7 separate regions of the Mus musculus genome follow, and regions 1, 3, 4, 5, 6 and 7 are each linked to region 2. Evidence: chromatin contacts called from public Hi-C, HiChIP or PLAC-seq and promoter capture Hi-C data. All regions are on one chromosome and are shown on one strand. Each heading gives the region's core, a stretch centred on a gene start, on an enhancer-like site or on the middle of the called end of the contact. The rest is flanking DNA. Distances are from core to core; before and after follow the strand shown.

Region 1 (2,700 bases), core at 20-2,519, 710 kb before region 2:
ACTTCCTTGAGGCTGGGCAAAGTCTAGTGCTCTGGGCAGAGCTGAGCTCAGGTGCATAGCCCTGTAGGTCAAAGTCAGGAAGCAGTTATGCCTGCCATTATCTGTATGTGGTTTTGCCTCCATGTATATAAGTGCACCTCCGTCACGCCTGGTGCCTGTGAAGCCAGAAGAAGGTGTCAAATGCCCTGGAACTGGAATTTCAGACATTTGTGAGCTGTCACATGGGTGCTGGGAATCGAACCTGGGTCCTCTGGAAGAACAGCAGTGCTATTAACTTCTGGGCCATCTCTCCAGCCCATGACCCTTTTACAATTATTAGAAAATGGTGCCCTTGTTTAAGAAACCCATATTTATATTTGAGTATGCTTGACTTTCCTCAGAGTCCTTCTTTCCCCCCTAACCCTCATGCTTAATCCTGCATTAAAATGTTATTAATAAAATTTCCAACTTGGCTTCATTTAAAAAAATTACTAGTAATGTCAAAAAAGAGAAAGGTTCCTGGAGACTCTGACCAACAACATAACTGGTGAGGAGCTGGTGGAACCAGAGAGGGGCTGTGAACCTGCCAACAGCCTGGATTAGAACCCAAATGTCCAGACTCTAGCCAGGGCTGCCTTTGCTTACCCATGTTTATATTCTTTTAAAAGTTGGATTATGTTGAGCCTGGGAAGAGTGGGACAGAAGACAGTCCGTTCCAACTTGGCTCTGAGCTGCAAGTTCTCCCTGGAGTTATTAGTGCCAAATACCCAACTGTCAGTTCTCTGCCTGGAGTCAGAGACTGATTGCAGGTTTGTCTCCAGACAGAGGGGACTGCTTAGCTGTGTCTTTCAATCTGTGGGGTCCGGGGTTCATTCAGAATGCAGCCAAACAAAACAGAGGTGAGGAGGGGTGTGGGGGCGGGGCGCGTAAAGAAATGTGACAAAGAAGAGATTTAAGTCAGCTCGAAATAGTGAGACAACTTTAAAAGGGCTCTCATCGAGCAGGTAGGTAGGCTGAGGCCCAGCCAGGAACCAGACTGGTTCCGAAAGTCCTCTGGATGTCTCAGGACAAAAGTCATAGCGGGGCTGGGGCTCCGCTGCAGGACTGACTACCCTAAAAGCAGCGGGACGCGAGACTGGAGCCTCCGGGGCCAAGTCCACTGCTGGCTGGCCTCCAGCGTCCCCAGCTCGACTGCACGGATTCCCACGGTTTAGCACCCTCCACCCAGCCCCGGGCCTCCGCACCCACCTGGCTCGGGAAAAGAGACCTGAGACGCAGCGGCTGCTCCACCGGCTCTATGTAGGCGATCAGTAGCTCGCGACCCTCGGACTTGCCATTGATTCTCGCCCCGCCCCACTCTAGGCGTCACCAAGCTCCTCCCTCGCGCCCGTCACTCGCCACGCTGAGTCTTGGGCCTCTTGTCCCTTAGGTTACCCCGTAGCTTCCCTGCTCCCTGTCTCACGCCCTCTCACCGTCCCCTGGCTTCTTAAGGTCACTGTCTCACCCCTCATCACGTTCCTCCCCACTGCCCTTATACTCATTATCACAACCCAGGTGTTCTCTTTGCTTCTCATCTCTATCCCCCGGCCCCCGCCTCCGTGGGATGGAGACACTTAGGGGACCTAGACTAACTTGGGAATGGCAATGGCGGGGAGTGGGGTTAGGGCTCAGGCCGGCTCCCCAAACGCAGTGAGGACTCCAGCAAGGCTCTGTCCCTTTCTGTTCTGAGAGACCCCAGTTGGTTCTAGAAGGGAACTTCTTGTCTCACACACACAGTTTGTTGACTGCAATAACCTAGACACTTGGTTTTAAGATAGGGTCTCACTATGCAGGCAAACGGGTCCTGAGCATCTTCCTGCCTCAGCCTCCCAAGTGCTGGGATAATGGGCGTGCCACCGCCGTGTCTGTCTAACCTAGTTTCTCTCTGTAAAAAAACAAAAAACAAAAAACAAACAAACATTTAAAGGAAAGAAGAGTTTCCCTTTAAATGCGGTTTTCATAACTGAAATACACGTTTATATTCAAAAGTACCGTTGAAAGCAAAAAAGCAAAGCTTTCCTCTCAACCTAGTTGATTCGTGAGGTGCCAAGTAAGCACCTGTATTCTGTGTCTGACGCGTGGATAGAGCAGGAAAATGTCAGTTTCCTGCCTACGCGAACATGGGAGGATCAGGCAAAAACCAAGTTCATAACGGAAATGAGCTGTAAGTGCTGCCAAGGAATTGGCTGGGGGGCAGGGGCAGGAGGGCTTCCCTCTGCTCTTTTCTTCCCCTCCCCCACAGGTACCCTCTTAAAACATCTTCTGTTATCTCCTGGCTCTGTGGACTTTAGATGGACTCAACTCCCTCTCCCTGGGCCTCAGAAAGCAAAGTGCAAAGTCACAGAGCAGTCAGCTCACCTGCCAGACTGGTTTTGCCGAACAAGCTTGCTCCTCAGAAATGGAGGTAGAAAGGATAGCCAGGACATCAGAGGCCCACCTGTTCTTCAGAGAATCCTGGAATCCCTGACTGTATCTCTTTTCAGGGTCACCTCAAACCTAAGCCTGTAGGTTCTGATTCCAACTCTGCCACCCTGGAGACTAGACACGAGTAACTTAGTAAAGCTAGAATCCAGGCTAGCTTTAAGTAGATTTCCAAGATAATCAATGTCAGCTGCCATTTGGTAGGTCTCTCCATGTGCTGTTGGCACAGTGACAGATGGTTGATATCAAGTCAGATCACAC
Region 2 (2,700 bases), core at 70-2,569:
TCCGCCCCCAGCGGAGACTTCAAAAGGGCCGGCGTCTGTCGCGGCCTCAGCACCTATGAGCCACCCCCCGCACCCGGAGCTCGAGCTGGAGCCGGAGCACGCGGAGTGGCCGCGGCTGCAGCGCAGGGGGACCGGGCCGGTGGCGCAGGCCCGCGCTCCCATGCTCCTCCCGGCGCCGTCGCGCCCTGTGCGCCTTTAGGGAAGGGGACTGCACCCCCGCCCCCGCGCCCGGGGCTGCGGGGACCCATGACCACAGATGCCGTTAGGCACCCGCCTAAGAACCGACCGGCCAGCGTCACACTTGGGGACCCAGTAAGTGCCCTGGGACTCACGGAGCTCTGGGCGTTTGGAGTGCGCAAAGGTGGATGCATGTGCAATAGAGGGTGCAGGTCCTGTATGCACGCCTGTGGTTGCCATTCGCAGAGGGTCGTGTGCAAGCGGGGAGTGTGCACTCGGGGAGCTGCATGGACTGTGCATGTGGGAGTGTGTGCGCTGTGCATGTGCATTTTGTGCGGGTGTGAGCACTCGGGTGGCTGCCTCTGGGAGCGTAGCGTCTGAGATCGCCAGGAATCCAGACATCCAAAGGTGTTTCGCGGAAGTTCAGTACAGTGCGTGGCTGTGTCTGCGTGTGAATGAGTGTGAGTGTTTGGAGTGTGCCTGCGGGAGTGTGTGTGCGGGAGTGTGGTATGAATCGCCTTGTAGAGGCCAGAAGCTAGAGATTTAGTCTCAGGGCTGAGCCGTGCTCGTGAGTTTGAGAATCTGCCTGGGTGTCAGAGGGTGCCGCGTGGGATTCCGGGGAGTCTCTGGTCGGAGAAAATGCAGAAAGGCCGAACACATTCAGCACGCTTACCCACAGCGGTCTTCCACGGAGCTCTAGGGTGCAAGAGTTTCTGCTAAGAGTTGGGAGTTAAGACAGATGGTTGTCGTGGAAATGTAGATGCCAAGTCAAGGTCCCAACTGTGTTTCTGCATCTCTAGGATCCTCTCAGGAGTAGAATTTTCCCCCTTCCTCCCCCACCGCCCGCTATCGAGGATCCTTAGTGTCATTAATCGTAAATTCCTAATCTCAATTGTGATAGATCCATGAGTAGCCAGGAGGAGGTTCTTTTTCATGAGTCTGTTTTGAGATCTGGGGGTGGGATGTCCCCCTCAGGATGGATAGGTGGACGGTCGCGCGAGGCAACCGATGCTGCATCCCTTGCTGCGTCCGGCAGGGGGCAGCAGTTGGCAGCAGAGGGCGGCCCGGCGCGGGGAGGAGAAGAAGGTGGAGAGCTGCGGCGGGCCGAGACTTTAAATCGCCTTCATTTCCCCCAAATCCTTCCTTTTCCTCTCCTCCCCCAGGCCGGCGGGGAGGCAGCTTCCACCGCCCTCCGCGCGCGCTCTCCCGGCCTTGCTCTGCCTCCAGAGACCGCTAGCGGCCCGCCTCCAAAAGTTTGATCATCTCTCTCTCCCTGCCTTTTCTTGCTTCTTCCTTTTCGGTGGAAGCAGAAAAAGAGCGAGGCAGGGGCGAGCGCGGCTCCGGCAGTCCTGGGACCATGGGCCTGGCGCGGGCGACCGCCGGGCTGGGGCCGTGCTGTCCGTCTGCTCCGGCGCCCCTGGGCGCAGGACTGGGCTGGGGGTGCGCCGGCAGCGCGCTTTGAGCCGGCCTGGCGCGGCGCGGCGGGGGGCTGGCGGCCCCATGGGGCGCGCCCACACTTGCCCCCCGGGCTCCGCAGCATGAAGTAGGGGCCTGCCATGGGCACGGGATTCGCGCGGGGGGCCCGAGGCACAGCGGCGTCAGGACCCGGGGGGTGAGTACAATCCCAGGGTTGCCCCCGATTCAGCTTCCTGAACCTCGGATGTGCACAAGAGTCTGGGGTTCCCTGCCGCACCAGACGCTCGCAGAGTAACGTCAGCTTCCTGTAGCTTCCCGCCAGGCGGGACGCCAGGGGTTAACAGGGGCTGTGCACCCCAGGCCGAGCTCTTTTGAGACTAGGACCAGCAAGGGAGGGTCCGCGCAGAGCCAGACCAGCGATCCCAAGAGGGGTCTAGTGGCAGTGCTCAGAGTGGCAGGCAGGGGGCAGGGGCCGGAGGAGGGAGTCTCGGTGTCTGCAGGTCGCGGGCTTGCATGGCTTTAGTTCCACTGTCCTGTGAATCAAGTTTGTCGGTCGTCAGGTCCGGGTGTCTGTTCCTGGCTCGGCCTCGGGTTCTGCACGTTCCTGCATTTCCTAACCTCTCTGCCTGTGTGAATGTGTCTTCTTGGGTCTGCGTACCTCAAACTTCCCAGCTTCTCCCGGGAAGCCTGCAGTTCCTGTCCCTCTCCTGAGTAAGCAAGGGGTGAGAGCCAGCTTGTGGGAGCGGAAAGGCCCTGGGAGATCACCAAGTCCAACCTCCTTGTACAGATGAGGGAACCGTGGCCAGAGAGGGGCCGGGAATCTCCAGGGCGGGGCCCCCGCACACAGGGGCACCCCACAGTTGGGATTCCCAGCTTGTGCAGAAGTTGTAAGAGTGAGGGATTCAGTCACTATGTGTGGGTGTGTGTGGGAGAACGCGGTCCAGAGGGGCCCTGTGGACTATATCTCAGGCACAAGGCTTGCCTTTCCATCTTGCTGGTACTCTAGGGCTCCCAGAAGAGGTTGGCCAGAGTTATAGTACCGCCCACCCTCTCAAGAAACGCCCCTTTGAGCTGGAGCCAGGGTGATGAGGCGCCCCCCTTCTTTTC
Region 3 (2,700 bases), core at 182-2,681, 690 kb before region 2:
GAGATGGTACCAACTAAACAGAGGGGAGTTATGACCAGTCCTGTATTATTGAACGGGACTTAATGGCACTGATACTGATGAGCATTTTTTTTATATATGGTTTAAGAGACAGAAGAGTACGTGGATACCTTCTAGAGCTTCTTTCAATGGTGTTATGAATCGCTGGAATTCCATCTCTTCCATGGCTGACAGCACGTCACTGGCATTGAGAGTCTTGCGCTTTCCTTTCATTGCGAAGTTATTGGCACTGGAAGAAAGAGCAACGCCCTTCAGAAGCTGTCAGAGTGGGTGGAGGCATGACCCCCAGGAATGGGGTGGGAAAGCCGTATTTATCGTAGATGAATGGATTGTGTGTGTGTGTGGCATGGCTCAGTTCATCCCCTTCCCATACAAAGGGCTACGGTAACCGTCTTGTTTAACCTGCTCCAGAATGTGTGACAACTGGAAGAGAGCCGTAAGTCGCTCTCTACTGAGGCAGGGAACTGGGGCCTGTAGGTTCCAGGCCACGAACGCGGGGTCAGGATCCCGCTGCGCCTCCCTTCAGCCTCTGCTCAGCTCACCAGGATGTGGCATACAAAACGAAGACACTGGCGGCGCGGGAGATGGCGCTTCGGGCCTCCTTGGAGATGTTGACACCGTCCGGGAGCTGCGAGGAGAGTGGAGATGAACACACACGCGGATTCTGTTAACCTTCTGCCCACACGTCCGCCCTCGACCCATTCGCCAGCCCGAGCGGCTCACCGCCTCCTTGATGATCCTGGTGATGACGGCGTTGGGCAGATTTAGGTCCTCGGGCCTCTCCGCCATTGCCTCCGCTGGGGCCCGACCCTCCTGCTCAGGTCTCCAGACAGTTCTGGTGTCTGGACTTCCCGCGTCGCTAAAATATGACCCTCGGAGGCTTCCGTCCTACCCCACGTTGCCAGTGTCCCACAGTGCTTTGCGCACCACAGCCTCTCTGCTACATCAGCCCCGCCACAAGTCCCCAGTGTAGCCCAGCTTTCCATGTCGCAATGGTTTAGGACCATTGAAATTTCCATCCGCTTCCACGGCATCCCGGACGTTCCACTCCAGGCTTGTTTCTCTACTACACATCGCGAGAGCTTTCGCACCACACTAAGTTTGACTCTCTGAGGTTTCCGTCGATTCTCCCAGCGTGCCGTTCGCCGCTGCTAGGCAACCGTGTGGCCTGGTGCCTAGCTTGGAAAGGGTAGGCGTAGACTGAGCCGGGAGAGGCGGGACTCGGACTGCCAAGTGGGCGGGGCTCTCTATAAGAGGTGGGCGGGGCCAAAGCTTTAACGCGCTTTCGCAATCTCAGCATTGTCTCCAGAGGCTCAGAACGTAGTAACTCTTTGGAATCTGCTTTGATCCCGCAAAATCGCGAACGACTGACACTTGAGTGCCCACCGCCCTTTTTTTTTTTTTTTTTTTTTGGCTCGGAACTCAGTGTAGATTTTCATTCAATTCTATTGCACCGATTGATGCAGTAGTATTGTCCATCTTTAATCTTATGCCCTTCACAACTTTGTGATAATTATATTAAGGATAAGTGTTAATCTAAAATTTCGTTTAAAAAAATGCCATTACTTTACTAGGACAGCAGTAACAAGGGCAATATCAAAAGACGCCTGATGAGACTTCGGAGCTCAATTTGGTCTGGTTCGGTACTGAAAGCGCAAGAATCATTTGATTGTAAGAATAATGCATTGTATTCTCATTCAAAAACCCAAGTTAAAGTTGTATTTTTTAAATCATTAAGTGATTCATTGTATATTTTTCTTATCAAAAATCATCACTTGATTTTACATTTTCAATGTTGCTTTAAGTTGTATAATTAAGTACTGAAAAAAATACTCCTACTGAGAACTAATGCTGGATTATTTCCTTCTTTTCTTTTCTTTTCTTTTCTTTTCTTTTCTTTTCTTTTCTTTTCTCTTTTCTTTCCTTCCTTCCTTCCTTCCTTCATATCTCTCTCTCTCTCTCTCTCTCTCTCTTTCTTTCTTTTTAAAACATGTTGTTCCAAAACGTGTTTTTTTTAAAATTTTTGATGGGGACATTACAAAGAAGTTTTTCCCTATTTGGAGAAACAAAACAAAAACAACCCGACAGGGTTGGGATGATGAACAATACTGAGGGATTGTTCTGGTGGAAAGAACTCTGCACTTAGAACAGGCCTGGATTAAAGATGTCATAAGCCTTAGTTCCAGCCACTATTTATCTAGAACTGGTGCTGTCAGGCCTTGTGATCTAGGAGAGAAGCCAGAAAGCTAACATTCTGGACCATTTCAGTTTTTAAAACATTGGCTCAAAGTGCTTGCCAAGCTAAGTAGGCCAGGTGCAGCCCAGGCCACTAGATTCCTATCTCTAATTTAAATTAGAAGCTGTTTAGAACAGAGAGATTGTTTATTGCTACTCTCTACGCCCCAAACAGGTCCACTCATTTGACAGTCAGTAAATGTGTTGAATAGAAGAAGAAACCGACAATGTCCTTAAAAGTTAGAAAGGGGACAGGGTGAGATGACTCAGTGGATGAAGACACTTTTGGGTTGAAGACTGTGTAGTCTCTGGGCTCATTTCAGGATGGCCTTCCTGCTGACCTTCTCATGTGCCCCATGGCACCCATGCCCACCAAAGAAATGAATACAATGGAATTATATGTTAAAAGGAATAAGATAGTTGTAGTGACTGCATAACATCTTTAAA
Region 4 (2,700 bases), core at 164-2,663, 600 kb before region 2:
CCTTGGCTCACTCCCTTGTGGAACATACAGTTCAACATATCACTGGCCATCACAGTAGCTGCCTGCCGCCTGCAGCTTCTGAGCACCTGGCTGGAGCAAGCAGAGCTGAGGAACAGAGCCACAGCTTCTAGTTCGTGTTAGGTAACGTCAGCGTGTCCTGTGCAAACATCCAGCCTCTCTTATAGTGCTTGGATAATCTGCCAGATGTGTTTTTTATGGCTTCACTAGGAGTCTAGAGGCTTCCTCTAGCTCCAGGGATAGCTCCAAAGATCTCCCCACTCTCTGTGTGGAGAGAGTAACTATGGGCCCACCCTAGGAATATGTGGGAATGACTTGGATACCTGCGTTGCAGGTCTCTAGGTGGCCCATGAAAGACCTGCTTTGTGTTAGATTCCTGTCTACTGTCCCATGTCCCCGAGGACACTGTTCTGAGTTGGATTTGGGGGTTTGTGCACCTGATGATGTCCACAGTGCTCAGCAGAGACAGTGACTGGCAGAGGTGTGGGGAAGTGAGAGGTCACTTATTCAAATCCTCCATTTGAAAGACCTTGAGGTGTAGGTCACCTGCCCAGGGTCACTCAGCAATCAAACCAAGGCACAGCCTCTGTTCTAACTACATGAGTGAGCAGGTGGGCTTTTCTGGGGGTCTCCTAGGAGGGCAGAGGGGCTTGGGTTCATGCTGTGCTACCCACGAGAACTGATCCTGGGATGTCAAGGTACTGACTGCAGGCCTGGGTCCTAACCTGGCATTTGACTGTAACCTCTCTAGGCCTCCCCTTCTTTGTTGTTACGATGTGGAGTCAGGTGCCCCGTGGCTGGGAGCCCATTTGCACATTTGACCATTTGGTCTGCGTGCCATCATTTCCTTCGCATAGCCTGTCTATTGTGAATTCAGAAGCTGACTCTTAAGTAGCTCCTGAGTGTCCATCAGCCTCCAGATGTTTCGAATGCCCTGACTTAAGATGGGTTGTTTATGGGTATAGTGTTCACAGCATCCTGGATTGTCCCCATTGGGCTGGTCTACTGGATTTTGGACCCTGGGACTCACAAGGAGGTGTGCTGTTACAGAACAGGGTGTGTTTTCTGCTTGAGTTTCCCTCCAGCAGGCAGTCAGGGCTGTTTGTGAGAACACTGCTCTCACAGAGCGTCCCAGGGCAGAGAATGCAGCCAGAACAAAGGCGCCCTCTCCCCGCCAGCCAGGCCCGAGGAATACTAACTAGTTGACAGGAATTTTAATATAAAACTCTCCCTCTTCCTTGTCATTCTGAGGTTTCAGGAAGCCTTCGGGCTTATCTGCAGAGGCACACAGCACAGACAGGGCCCGGGGAGGTGAGAGGTGATTTCCTGCCATTCTTCTGAGAGGCGGGCTTCCCAGGGCGGTCATGCCAGGCTGACAGGGTGCAGTGTGGGCTCCCGCTACTGGGGGGGGAGAGCTGGGTTTTCATGGGGAGGCAGCCGAGGCAGGATCCGCAGCCATGAACCGCTTCAATGGGCTCTGCAAAGTGTGTTCAGAACGCCGCTACCGGCAGGTGGGTGCTTGATCCCCTGGGTACTGTGATAGTGGGAATCAGGGATGGGGCTCATCCATATAGAATCTCTCTCTCCACAAGCCCATCTATGCCTCCCCCTGTTCCCTGCAGGCACATTAGAGACAGGGGTTGGTCCCATGGCCCAGCCTGCTACCTACTGCCCCGGGTTATAGGCAGCTGAGGCCAGTTCTGAGTGTTTTCCTATCCACTGCCTGGGATCCTTGATGAGATGAGTTAGCTGTTGCTGCTTGGTTTTTGCTTTTGCTTTTATTATCTAGGAGGAGGTGATTGGAATAAAAAAAGCGCCATGTCAGGTCTGAGATTAGTGGTGCTGGGTTTGGGCTGGGGGGCTAAGGGACTCCCGAAAGCTGCAGTTTTGCTGACTTTCCTGTTTCTGGTGGGCAGCGGTACCCATGATGTCCCTTGTGTGTACTGGTGTGTGCATCTAGGTGAGGTGTGTTGTAAGCGTATGTGTATCTTTTCCTCCCGGCTGCCACCATTGCCTTGAAGTGACTCCGGGATTGCTGTGGCTCTGGAGGCCAACTTCACTGCATCTGTCTCTTAGCTCCTGGGCTGGGAGGCAGGGAAGAGTCAGGAGTGATGGTCACGTTCACCCCAAAGACTCTTCTAGAACTAGCTTTTCTTTCTTTCTTTCTTTCTTTCTTTCTTTCTTTCTTTCTTTCTTTCTTTCTTTCTTTCTTTTTAAGATTTATTTATTTATGTATGTATGTGAGTACACTGTAGCTGTACAGATGGTTGTGAGCCTTCATGTGGTTATTGGAAATTGAATTTTTTAGGATCTCTGCTTGCTCCAGCCAACCCCACTTGCTACGGTCAGCCCCGTTTGCTCCAGCCCAAAGCTTCATTTTTTATTATTATACATAAGTGCACTGTAGCTGACTTCAGACTCATCAGAAGGGGGTGTCAGATCTCATTACGGGTGATTGTGAGCCACCATGTGGTTGCTGGGATTTGAACTCAGGACCTTCTGAAGAGCACTCAGTGCTCTTACCTGCTGAGTCATCTCACCAGCCCACTTTTATTTCTTATACATAGGAATGGGGATCAGGAGTAGGGATGAAGGTAAAATATATCCAGATTTGTGTAGTGTCCAAGATGGAGGGACCACACGAATTGCCCTGACTGTAAAAAATACAGAGAAGACCCTCTT
Region 5 (2,700 bases), core at 66-2,565, 740 kb before region 2:
TTTCGGTTATGTAGTACACAATTCCTTTATAGCCTTTGATACAACTGTGATCCATAGAGCTAACTTGCTGTCATGGGGGCAGAACTGAGTGAAATGAATCTTATTTCAGTAGACTTTTCTCATCCTGTCTGTAGACACACACACACACAAAGATTCAAAACAACAACAACAACAACAAAAAACCTCTCATATGATCCTAGTGACTTGAGATGTCTTATACAAACATTTGCAGTCTGACACAGTATTAACCCAAATATTGAAGAAATGACGCTGTAAAATGTACTACTTAGCAAGGTAGTGAGATGCCCCTTGCCTCTTCACCTACCATGAATCACACAAGACTGAGCAAGTTCCCCGTGACTTGTTATCGAAAAGAACTCTTCCCACTCGGGTTTATTCTAAGAATGTGCCTACTAGGCCTGACTTTTCTTGTGATATATTCTTTTTAATAAATCTCTGTGTATGTGTTCTGGCCTAGCAAGTATGATCACTGAGACTTTTAACATGGCGCTAGTTGTGTACATGATTATTATTATTTTTTTTTTTTTTTTTTGAGACAGGGTTTTACTGTGTAGCCCTGGCTGTCATGGAACGAACTCACTCTGTAGACCAAGCAGGCTGTCCAAGAACTCAGAGATCTGCCTGCTTCTACCGCCTCAATGCTGGGACTAAAGGCATGCACTGCCACTTCCCAACTGGTATAAATGATTTTTTTTTTAAATCCACGCTCTCTTCCCAAATCTTTCACATGGATGTCTATCTAACCTATACTCTCTGTGACTAAGACATCTACACCAGTGTTCAAAGATTAACAAACGACTCGCAGAAGCTTATAGGAGGTGGACTGGTTTGACTCTAATGATAATGTAAAGGAAAAGATTCAGACAGTAAGAGGATTTACAAGACACCCGGTCTCACTGAGGGTCGGCGCTAGATCAGAACTCCCAACGTTGAGGACCATCAGCGTGCAGTTCTTTGTTGTCTTGTTTGTTTTCTTTCTGGCCCTTCAGATTATAAATGCTCCTACTCCTGTCCATTATCTGAACTGCTAAAGCTTACTTTCATGTGCACGTGCCAGGGGAGGATTACGCCAAGATGGAAGCAGGTGAAACCAGGTCCTACACATACCCTCCCAGACCTCCTCCTCACTTCGGGTGGGTGGCTGGCTACCGCTGGGGAGAGCGCGAAGATGCCCCCCGATGCTCCCTCTCTCCCACCTCGGGCTCCATACCCACCGGTGGGCTAGCACCGAGGCCCGAAAGCACGGGTAGCAGGCATCCTTAGCTTCCACAGGTTCCCGCGCCTCCGCCCCTAGCAACCAGGCGCGCGTCGCTAGGGCGGGAGTTCCACCTAAACGCTCCGGGCGTCCACGGCAGCCCCGGAACCCAGGTTCCACGTGCCGGAAGTCCCTCAGGGGCCGAGCCGAGAGAGCGTATTTTCCTTTTCTAATTTGATGGTATGTGAATATTCTATGCAGGGGAGGTTTGTGCTTAACCACGCTACATGAACATGAAGCACCTGTATCCTCCAAGAAAAGCGGTGATATCTGTCGTAGCCACAGCGAGTAAGCGATTAATAAGTGTCACTTTGTAATTATTATTCGCCCAGAAAATTTATTTTAAATGTCCCTGAATATAGACAGAGATTTTCTCCATTGAACATTTCCCAAACATCTTAATCCATTCCTCTCATTTGGCATGTGTGTGTTTATTTTTACTAATTTTTCTAAATAGATAAAGTAATGAGTTTCAAATATATGGAAGGTTTTGATTGTGCCGTTCGCCTTTGTGTGGGGACCATGTTAATTTGTTTTCTGTGTCAATCCACTTTTTAAAAAACGGTTTGAAAATAACTTATTTTATAAGTGTGAGTGCTTTATCTGCATATACATATATATATATATATATATATATATATATATATATATATATATATATAATTTGTGTGCCTACTGAGTTCTAATCCTACAGAACGTGAGTTACCGATGGTTGTGAGCTCGATGGTTGTGAGCTGCCCTGTGGGTTTTGGGAACTGAACCTGTGTCTTCTGCAGGTGCTATAAGTGCTCTTAACCGCTGAGCCATCTCTCCAGTTCCTATATTGTTCCAATTTTAACACATGTGCTGCCAAACTGAATACTTTTCACTTTGTTTTTCATCAAACTGGGATGAGCCAGCACCACAAACAAAAAGACTGTCAGTACCTTCTTCAGATTCAAATGGGAAGGTACTAACAAAAGACTAACATCTCGAGAGATGACTTAGCGGTTAAGAGATCCTGAGTTCAATTCCCAGCAACCTCATGACAGCTCATAACCATGTGGGATCTGATGCTCTCTTCTGGAACACAGGTGTGCATGTTCTAGCTCTACAGGTAGAGCACTCATATTCACAAAATAAATAAATCTTTTAAAAAATAGTTGTTAGGTAAATTTTGGAGTCAGTGTATAACCCATTGCTATGGCAAAATACTAGCAGTAGAATAGACTTCTACTGATTTCTACAAAATACTGTATTTCTACAAAATACTGGCAGTAGAATAGACTTCTACTGATTTGGGTCAAGTACAAACTAAGGTGTTAGAGTCTACTCCCAAAGCACTCTGTTCTGGGATACAACCACTTTGAGAAATGCTTCTGGCATCTGATCCTTCCAAACTGGTATCTGTAGTCACACTTGTCCCGGAGCCTCATCTGTCTTCC
Region 6 (2,700 bases), core at 55-2,554, 830 kb after region 2:
CTACGTGCCAGGCTAGCAGGCTGTCTCAGATTGGGCAAGATAAGAAGGCAGAGGCTTTGGGGGTAAGCAGACACACTGAAAAACTGGGTTAAGAGGCCCCGCTTTTCACGTCCAGGGTGTTGGCAGCTTTGGGCCATGACAGAGATTGCCCAGTTGCTGATTTGATCTTTTTTGTTCCTCATTCGCTCCTCATTATAAGGGGAGCTGCTGTCCCCACTTTAGAGAAGTGGAAACTAAGGTCCATAGAAGTTACATATTTTCCTGACACATTTATGTTGTAGTGGCACTAGTGGGAATGCCCAAGCCACTTCTAGGGTCAAACCCCAACCTCTTATTCCCCCTGTCACAACGATGGCATAGAGGAATCTCTGTGCTCTTTCCAAAGTTCACCAGGGAAGGGAATATGTTACTGGGGTTCTGGGATAAAGTGTCAGGAGGGAGGCCGATTTGGGAGCAATATGGGGTTCAGATGCCTCCAAACCTTCTACACATGCCCCACCTGAGGTCTCTGAATCAGGAGGATGGCACCCTGCTTCAAGAACCCACAGACGTGCCCACCAGTTTCATCTTACAGCCTGTGGGCTTTTCATCCGTGCCCAGAACTCATCTCCTAGCTCTGGTATCCAGCTCTTATCTTTCCCCAGAGTGGACACTGAGGATCAAATGGGACAAGAGGGGAACGAAAACTGTCAAGTGCTGAGACTGTGTAGATGCACGGTTGTGTTCTCCCTACTACGGGTACGTGGTACTCATCCCACCCAAGTGCTGTGAGTGAATGCCACTTTAAAATGCAACTTCTCTAACGCTCCAAAAGGGGAAAATCCACAGGTGAGAATCAACGAGGTAAAAGGGTAAGAGTTAAAGTAAGACATTTCCTCCAAAGAAAGGCAGAGACAAAACTTTACCAAAAGTTCCCTGAGTTCCTCTGACTATTGACAGATCCATACCAAATACATGACCGCAGGAGGGCAAGCACAGAATAATCGGGCCGCATCTGATCACACCGGGCTTGGAAATTAAACAAAAGTTTTATAGTTACAAACCCACATCTTACTGGGTACCGGGAATGCCAGGAGCACACCAGAAAGATCCTGGGTGATGGGATCAACAGACTCACCTTTTCCAGGTCGGGAAAAGCAAAGTCTCTGGGTGCACCAGCTCCGTGAAGAAGTACCTGGGTTAAGCCACAACGAGTTCCCAAGCGCGCGGTCCCTAGCGTCTTCCCAGCCACTGTCTGTGCCCACCAGAGGCTAGGGTGTGTGTCTGCGCGCGGGAGAGACGCGTGACAGTAGGCAGGCTGTGGCCGGAGCAGCCAGCTTTGGCAGGCTTATATAGGGAGCTCCTTCCTCTGTAATGGGACGCCTCGCCTCCAGACATCCTTTCCCACTTTTTTTTTTTTCAGTTGGTGAGTTAAAGGCACAGCCCTCCCAGCGGAACAGGGTTAGCTCATGAAAGACGCACTCACTCCAGGCGCGCCGCCAGCTAACGGACCATTTGCATACAATTTATAGTGAAGAAAAAAAAAAGTAGGAATTTCAGCTCCCTCCGCCCCCGCAGAGTAGTTGTTAGTGAAGTGTGATTTTTGCATTGCTCCACAAATGAGTATTCTAATTGTGAAACAGAAGCCTTGGGAACTGGGATATGAGGGAACTGGATCCTGGCGCTGCTCCTGGACTAGAGCAAGCTGGAAACACGACCTGGGTTCCCTCAGGCTCTGGGCAGCAGCTGCGGGGTGGCACCTCGGAGAAAGCCTGAGGGCTGAACCTGAGTTCCTGGAAAGAGGAGATCGAGGAGAGTTGAGCAAGCCCGGGGCAGTTCAGGTTTCTCTTGGCCAGCTTGGAGATAACCCAAGATTAGTTCTCAGCAGGTGGGAACCATACTGGGAGCTTAGAAAAGTGAGCTTTTCTGAAGCAGGACCCAGCGGTGCCCAGCTGCCTGGAGGAATCTTTATCCAGATCCCAATGTCCCCTCAGGAGTCACTTTTTGACATTGTTTATGCCACATACTAAGTGCTTTCTACTTAGTAGGGTCTACTAAGTAGGGTGTAGTACTTAGCTCAGGGTGTACTCCTGAGCTCTCAGTGTACCTAGGTGCTGAGTGAAGACTTTTTTTTTTTTTTCTTAGAGAAGCACTAATATATTTCAAAAGGTAACACTATTTAGGTTGAAGTCCTCATTTAGCATGTTAAAGTATCCCCAAGGCACCTGGGGCCAAGCTCAGCTCACGGTACTTCTGGGCTTGTTTGGGACAGTGCTTATACCCTGCAATTTAGAGAAGCAGTTTAATGCCATCAAGGAATTGTGCCTGGGAAGCACTTAGAATTCATGGCTCCATGACACATTGGTGACCAGAAACAGTGAGTGATGCTTAAGTAGGAAACTGTCACCCATGACAACAGACACAGCTGCTTTGCTGGACTGTGGAAAATGCATCTCTTTGTTCTGTAATTTAGAAGAGACTTCTGATGTTTTAATTAACAACTATTATCGGAAATTTCAACCATCCACTTACTGATTGATACCATCCTTCAGCCTTTCTCATAACATTTAGTTTCAATCTCCCTGGGAGAATAAAGCAAGACAAAATTAGGCTATCCCTAGGGTGGCACCGATTCCAGGACTCGAAGACTGCCTGCTTAAGTGTTCCCTATCCCCCCCCCCCCCACACACACACACACACACACCGCTCAGACATCAGGAA
Region 7 (2,700 bases), core at 68-2,567, 650 kb after region 2:
CCCATTTCAAACAAACGAAATTTCCCAAGATGGTGTGGCCCTGCACATTATGTGTGCATCTCAGAGGGTACAGGTGACAAAAACACTGCTACTTTTCAACACCCTGAACTCTTCAAAGCCAGTGGCTTGTGAGGAAGCTTTCGATTTCTTTTGTGGGTTTTAACATTGAAATAGCAGAGCTCTGGGAAGACTTGGCCTCTCTCTCTCTCTCTCTCTCTCTCTCTCTCTCTCTCTCTCTCTCTCTCCCTCTCCCTCTCTCTCTCCCTCTCTCTCTCTCTCTCTCTCTCTCTCTCTCTCTCTCAAATATCACAGTCTTTAAAAAGTAGCTCCTCACTAAAAACAAGCAAGCAAGCAAGAAAACAACCACAACAAACAAACAAACAATAGCAACAACAGACTCTCGGCAAAAGAGAGGCCTCAGAAGTCCTGGGAGCACGGATTGAGGACATAACCTTAGAATTAGGATGAGCGCCTTACAGAGGTGATACCCACATGCGCACTCGCCATCAGGGCTCCCTATGCTTCCTCCCTCCATACTGTGAGGCTGTGACCCATCTGGGCTTCAATCTTAACTTCTCAAGGTCAGCAGCTCTTCTGTTGGCTCCAGTACATCTGGAAATTTTTGAGCTCATGTCCAGTTCTATTTCTTTTAAAAAATTCCCACTGAGTGCAGAAAGTTCATTTCTAGTTTTTCCCCTTTTCTCTGATATAATCTCTCTCTATATATGCATAGTTTTACTTATTTTCACTTTTTAAATTTTTTTTTTTTTTTTTTTTTTTTTTTGCTCCTAGTTAAACTATTCATTAGCTTCCCAGAGCTGTTCCTCTAGAGGACACACATTATAAATGAGGAAAGAAAAGCAGAAAAAAGATGTTTACTCACCTTTTTCTGGACTACCAGTACCAGAATGATCGCCACTGCCACAACAAGGCACACCAGTGCGGTGGTGCTGAGGTAGAAGTAGCTGCGACTTGTGCTTCTCCAGGGCCTCGTGCTTCTCCAGGGGCTGGCTACCGAGCCGGGCTGCACCTGCATGGCTGGGTCAGGGGAAGGAGCCCCACAGCTGCCTGCTTGTTGCAGCCCTGGCTCCATGCTTTATATAGTCTGTCCCACATCACACCTTATCTCTCCTCATCTGATTCGGTTCTGTACCCAGCTCTGTTCCAAGAAGGATTTTCCCCTGCATCCTGGATCATGTGACTTGGAAAAAAGCCTTCACCAGTTGCCGGATGGAGAAACTCTTCTCTGGGGGCGTGAGGCGAAGGGTGGCTGCAAGGGTGGGGGAGAGGTTCATTTTTCATCGCCTGGGATTAATCTGAGTGCAGAGAAATTGTAGCGAGATAGACGATGGTTGATGTCAGCGGGTGGTAGGAAGGAGACAGTTCCGCGTGAGTGTACACCAACCACTTCTGTTTCCTTTAGGCTCAGCCACAGAACGCCTTGCCGCGGGGACCCTGCACACTGCATGATCCATGCTGGTGGCCCAGGAAGCTTCCAGATTAGTCTCTTTGCTGGGTCCCTGGAGATGGCAGTCCTTTGTCAGCAGCACAATGACTGTTGGGGTTGTCCAACAATTACAGCATGCTCTAAACTGGAAACATACCCATTTCTGGGAAAGAAGAGCCCACTGTTTGGGCATTTACCTACCTGGAGACAAGGTTGTGGCAGTAGGATATTTGAGGATAGTTTCAAAGACATGGTGAGAGAAGAGGAATTTGGAAATAATTTGCTGTTGAACCAAAGCTCCTCTATCTCTTGCAGGGTGCTCTCCAGGGCTGTTAAATTTGCCGATGAAACTGGCTTGCCCTAAAGTTCATACTAGGGGAAGAAATTAGTGAGGGGGTCAGGAAGGGGAGGCTCAGTGCTGTGGAACGAGTGTGTGAAGTGTCTGTGGGTTGTATGGGGGTGCAAATAGTGTTCCAGGTGTTTGTGATGAGTTTGTGGACAGAGGTTACTAGAATTGAACATTCTGGCTCAGGTACAGTCTTGGGAACTTGGCTTAGAGGCTGACTTCACACTCGTCACCAGCCTCAGAGGCAAGTAGTATTTCTTCTTCACAGCATAGAGAACTGAGACCCAGCATAAAAGCATTCTTAATCAAATCTACCAGTGTTAATCTAATGGTAAAACTTGGTGGTATATGCAAACCAGCCTGGCTCCAAAAGCCTGCCGGACCCTTTCCTTACAGGCTGAAAACCTCAGGTTGCATCTTAGCCTTTCCTCTTCTCAGCATTGCTCCTTGAATAAGTCAACGCAGCCCCTGCTTTCACCCCAGTCTGCTTTGCAGTCATGGGGAAGATCAAACAGGATGATGTAAGAGGGCTTCCTGAATGGGAATGGACTTGGCAGCTGTTGTTGAACAATTCCTGTTAAACAGCCCAAGTTGCCCTCTGGGCCATGTCTGGAATTTCATATAATAAATAGATTTCTGGGACACAGAGCTGGATCGTATCTGTTGCTATGAATGACCTTTCTTTCAGAATATTCTCTAAAAGCTTCAGAGCTGCCTCCAGATGTGGCCTTCTGAAACCTCACTTGCTATTTCCCTTGAGGTAGACAGCACCTTCTCTTTTGACTATACACTACCTCTGCAGGTCACAGGACATGTCAGAAGCCCCAAAGAAATGCCGGATCCAAAGCCCAGCTCAGATTATTTAGCTTTCTGGATCTGTGTAGATCTCTCTTTGAGCATTCTGCAA

What was found. Promoter capture Hi-C pulls out the DNA fragments that hold promoters and counts their contacts. A called contact is a pair of places that touch in the nucleus more often than the background predicts. HiChIP or PLAC-seq counts read pairs in DNA pulled down with a chosen protein or histone mark.
Region 1: a contact with region 2 is called in a promoter capture Hi-C map of second pharyngeal arch cranial neural crest. The contact joins the promoter of Hdhd3 here to the promoter of Col27a1 in region 2. A contact is called at or near these places in 4 of 39 promoter capture datasets (the C10 cell line, pre-B cells and second pharyngeal arch cranial neural crest), 1 of 484 Hi-C or Micro-C datasets (liver) and 3 of 115 datasets of contacts at active chromatin or transcription factors (embryonic stem cells and pancreatic cancer cells).
Region 3: an H3K4me3 HiChIP or PLAC-seq map of embryonic stem cells shows a contact between it and region 2, with 8 read pairs. The contact joins the promoter of 4933430I17Rik here to the promoter of Col27a1 in region 2. A contact is called at or near these places in 2 of 39 promoter capture datasets (hippocampal neurons and pre-B cells), 1 of 484 Hi-C or Micro-C datasets (liver) and 7 of 115 datasets of contacts at active chromatin or transcription factors (astrocytes, bone marrow-derived macrophages, embryonic stem cells and 1 more).
Region 4: a promoter capture Hi-C map of embryonic stem cells shows a contact between it and region 2, with 6 read pairs. The contact joins the promoter of Rgs3 here to the promoter of Col27a1 in region 2. A contact is called at or near these places in 3 of 39 promoter capture datasets (embryonic stem cells, hippocampal neurons and stem cell-derived epiblast-like cells) and 1 of 115 datasets of contacts at active chromatin or transcription factors (the 230-238 cell line).
Region 5: a contact with region 2 is called in a promoter capture Hi-C map of liver, with 2.9 times the contacts expected there. The contact joins the promoter of Wdr31 here to the promoter of Col27a1 in region 2. A contact is called at or near these places in 3 of 39 promoter capture datasets (hippocampal neurons, liver and pre-B cells) and 1 of 115 datasets of contacts at active chromatin or transcription factors (astrocytes).
Region 6: a contact with region 2 is called in a Hi-C map of muscle stem cells, with 4 times the contacts expected there. The contact joins the promoter of Tnc here to the promoter of Col27a1 in region 2.
Region 7: a promoter capture Hi-C map of pre-B cells shows a contact between it and region 2, with 6 times the contacts expected there. The contact joins the promoter of Tnfsf8 here to the promoter of Col27a1 in region 2. A contact is called at or near these places in 4 of 39 promoter capture datasets (embryonic stem cells, hippocampal neurons, liver and 1 more) and 1 of 9 other capture datasets (liver).

Annotation. Positions count from the first base shown.
Region 1 is chr4:62,500,931-62,503,630 of GRCm38.p6, forward strand. It overlaps Hdhd3 (haloacid dehalogenase-like hydrolase domain containing 3), which reads right to left and starts at 1,270. Exons shown (of 2, transcript NM_024257.1): 1 at 1,228-1,270.
Region 2 is chr4:63,214,093-63,216,792 of GRCm38.p6, forward strand. It overlaps Col27a1 (collagen, type XXVII, alpha 1), which reads left to right and starts at 1,320. Exons shown (of 61, transcript NM_025685.3): 1 at 1,320-1,789. The coding sequence starts at 1,734.
Region 3 is chr4:62,524,190-62,526,889 of GRCm38.p6, forward strand. 4933430I17Rik (RIKEN cDNA 4933430I17 gene) reads left to right here and starts at 1,432. Exons shown (of 14, transcript NM_001356421.2): 1 at 1,432-1,689. Pole3 (polymerase (DNA directed), epsilon 3 (p17 subunit)) reads right to left here and starts at 825. Exons shown (of 4, transcript NM_021498.2): 1 at 742-825; 2 at 561-646; 3 at 129-247. The coding sequence starts at 807.
Region 4 is chr4:62,618,259-62,620,958 of GRCm38.p6, forward strand. Rgs3 (regulator of G-protein signaling 3) reads left to right here and starts at 1,414. Exons shown (of 16, transcript NM_134257.3): 1 at 1,414-1,529. The coding sequence starts at 1,476.
Region 5 is chr4:62,469,584-62,472,283 of GRCm38.p6, forward strand. Wdr31 (WD repeat domain 31) reads right to left here and starts at 1,316. Exons shown (of 11, transcript NM_023597.3): 1 at 1,236-1,316.
Region 6 is chr4:64,045,632-64,048,331 of GRCm38.p6, forward strand. Tnc (tenascin C) reads right to left here and starts at 1,305. Exons shown (of 27, transcript NM_001369211.1): 1 at 1,118-1,305. All of the region lies in intron 4 of 8030451A03Rik (a long non-coding RNA gene), which reads left to right.
Region 7 is chr4:63,859,967-63,862,666 of GRCm38.p6, forward strand. Tnfsf8 (tumor necrosis factor (ligand) superfamily, member 8) reads right to left here and starts at 1,318. Exons shown (of 4, transcript NM_009403.3): 1 at 884-1,318. The coding sequence starts at 1,093.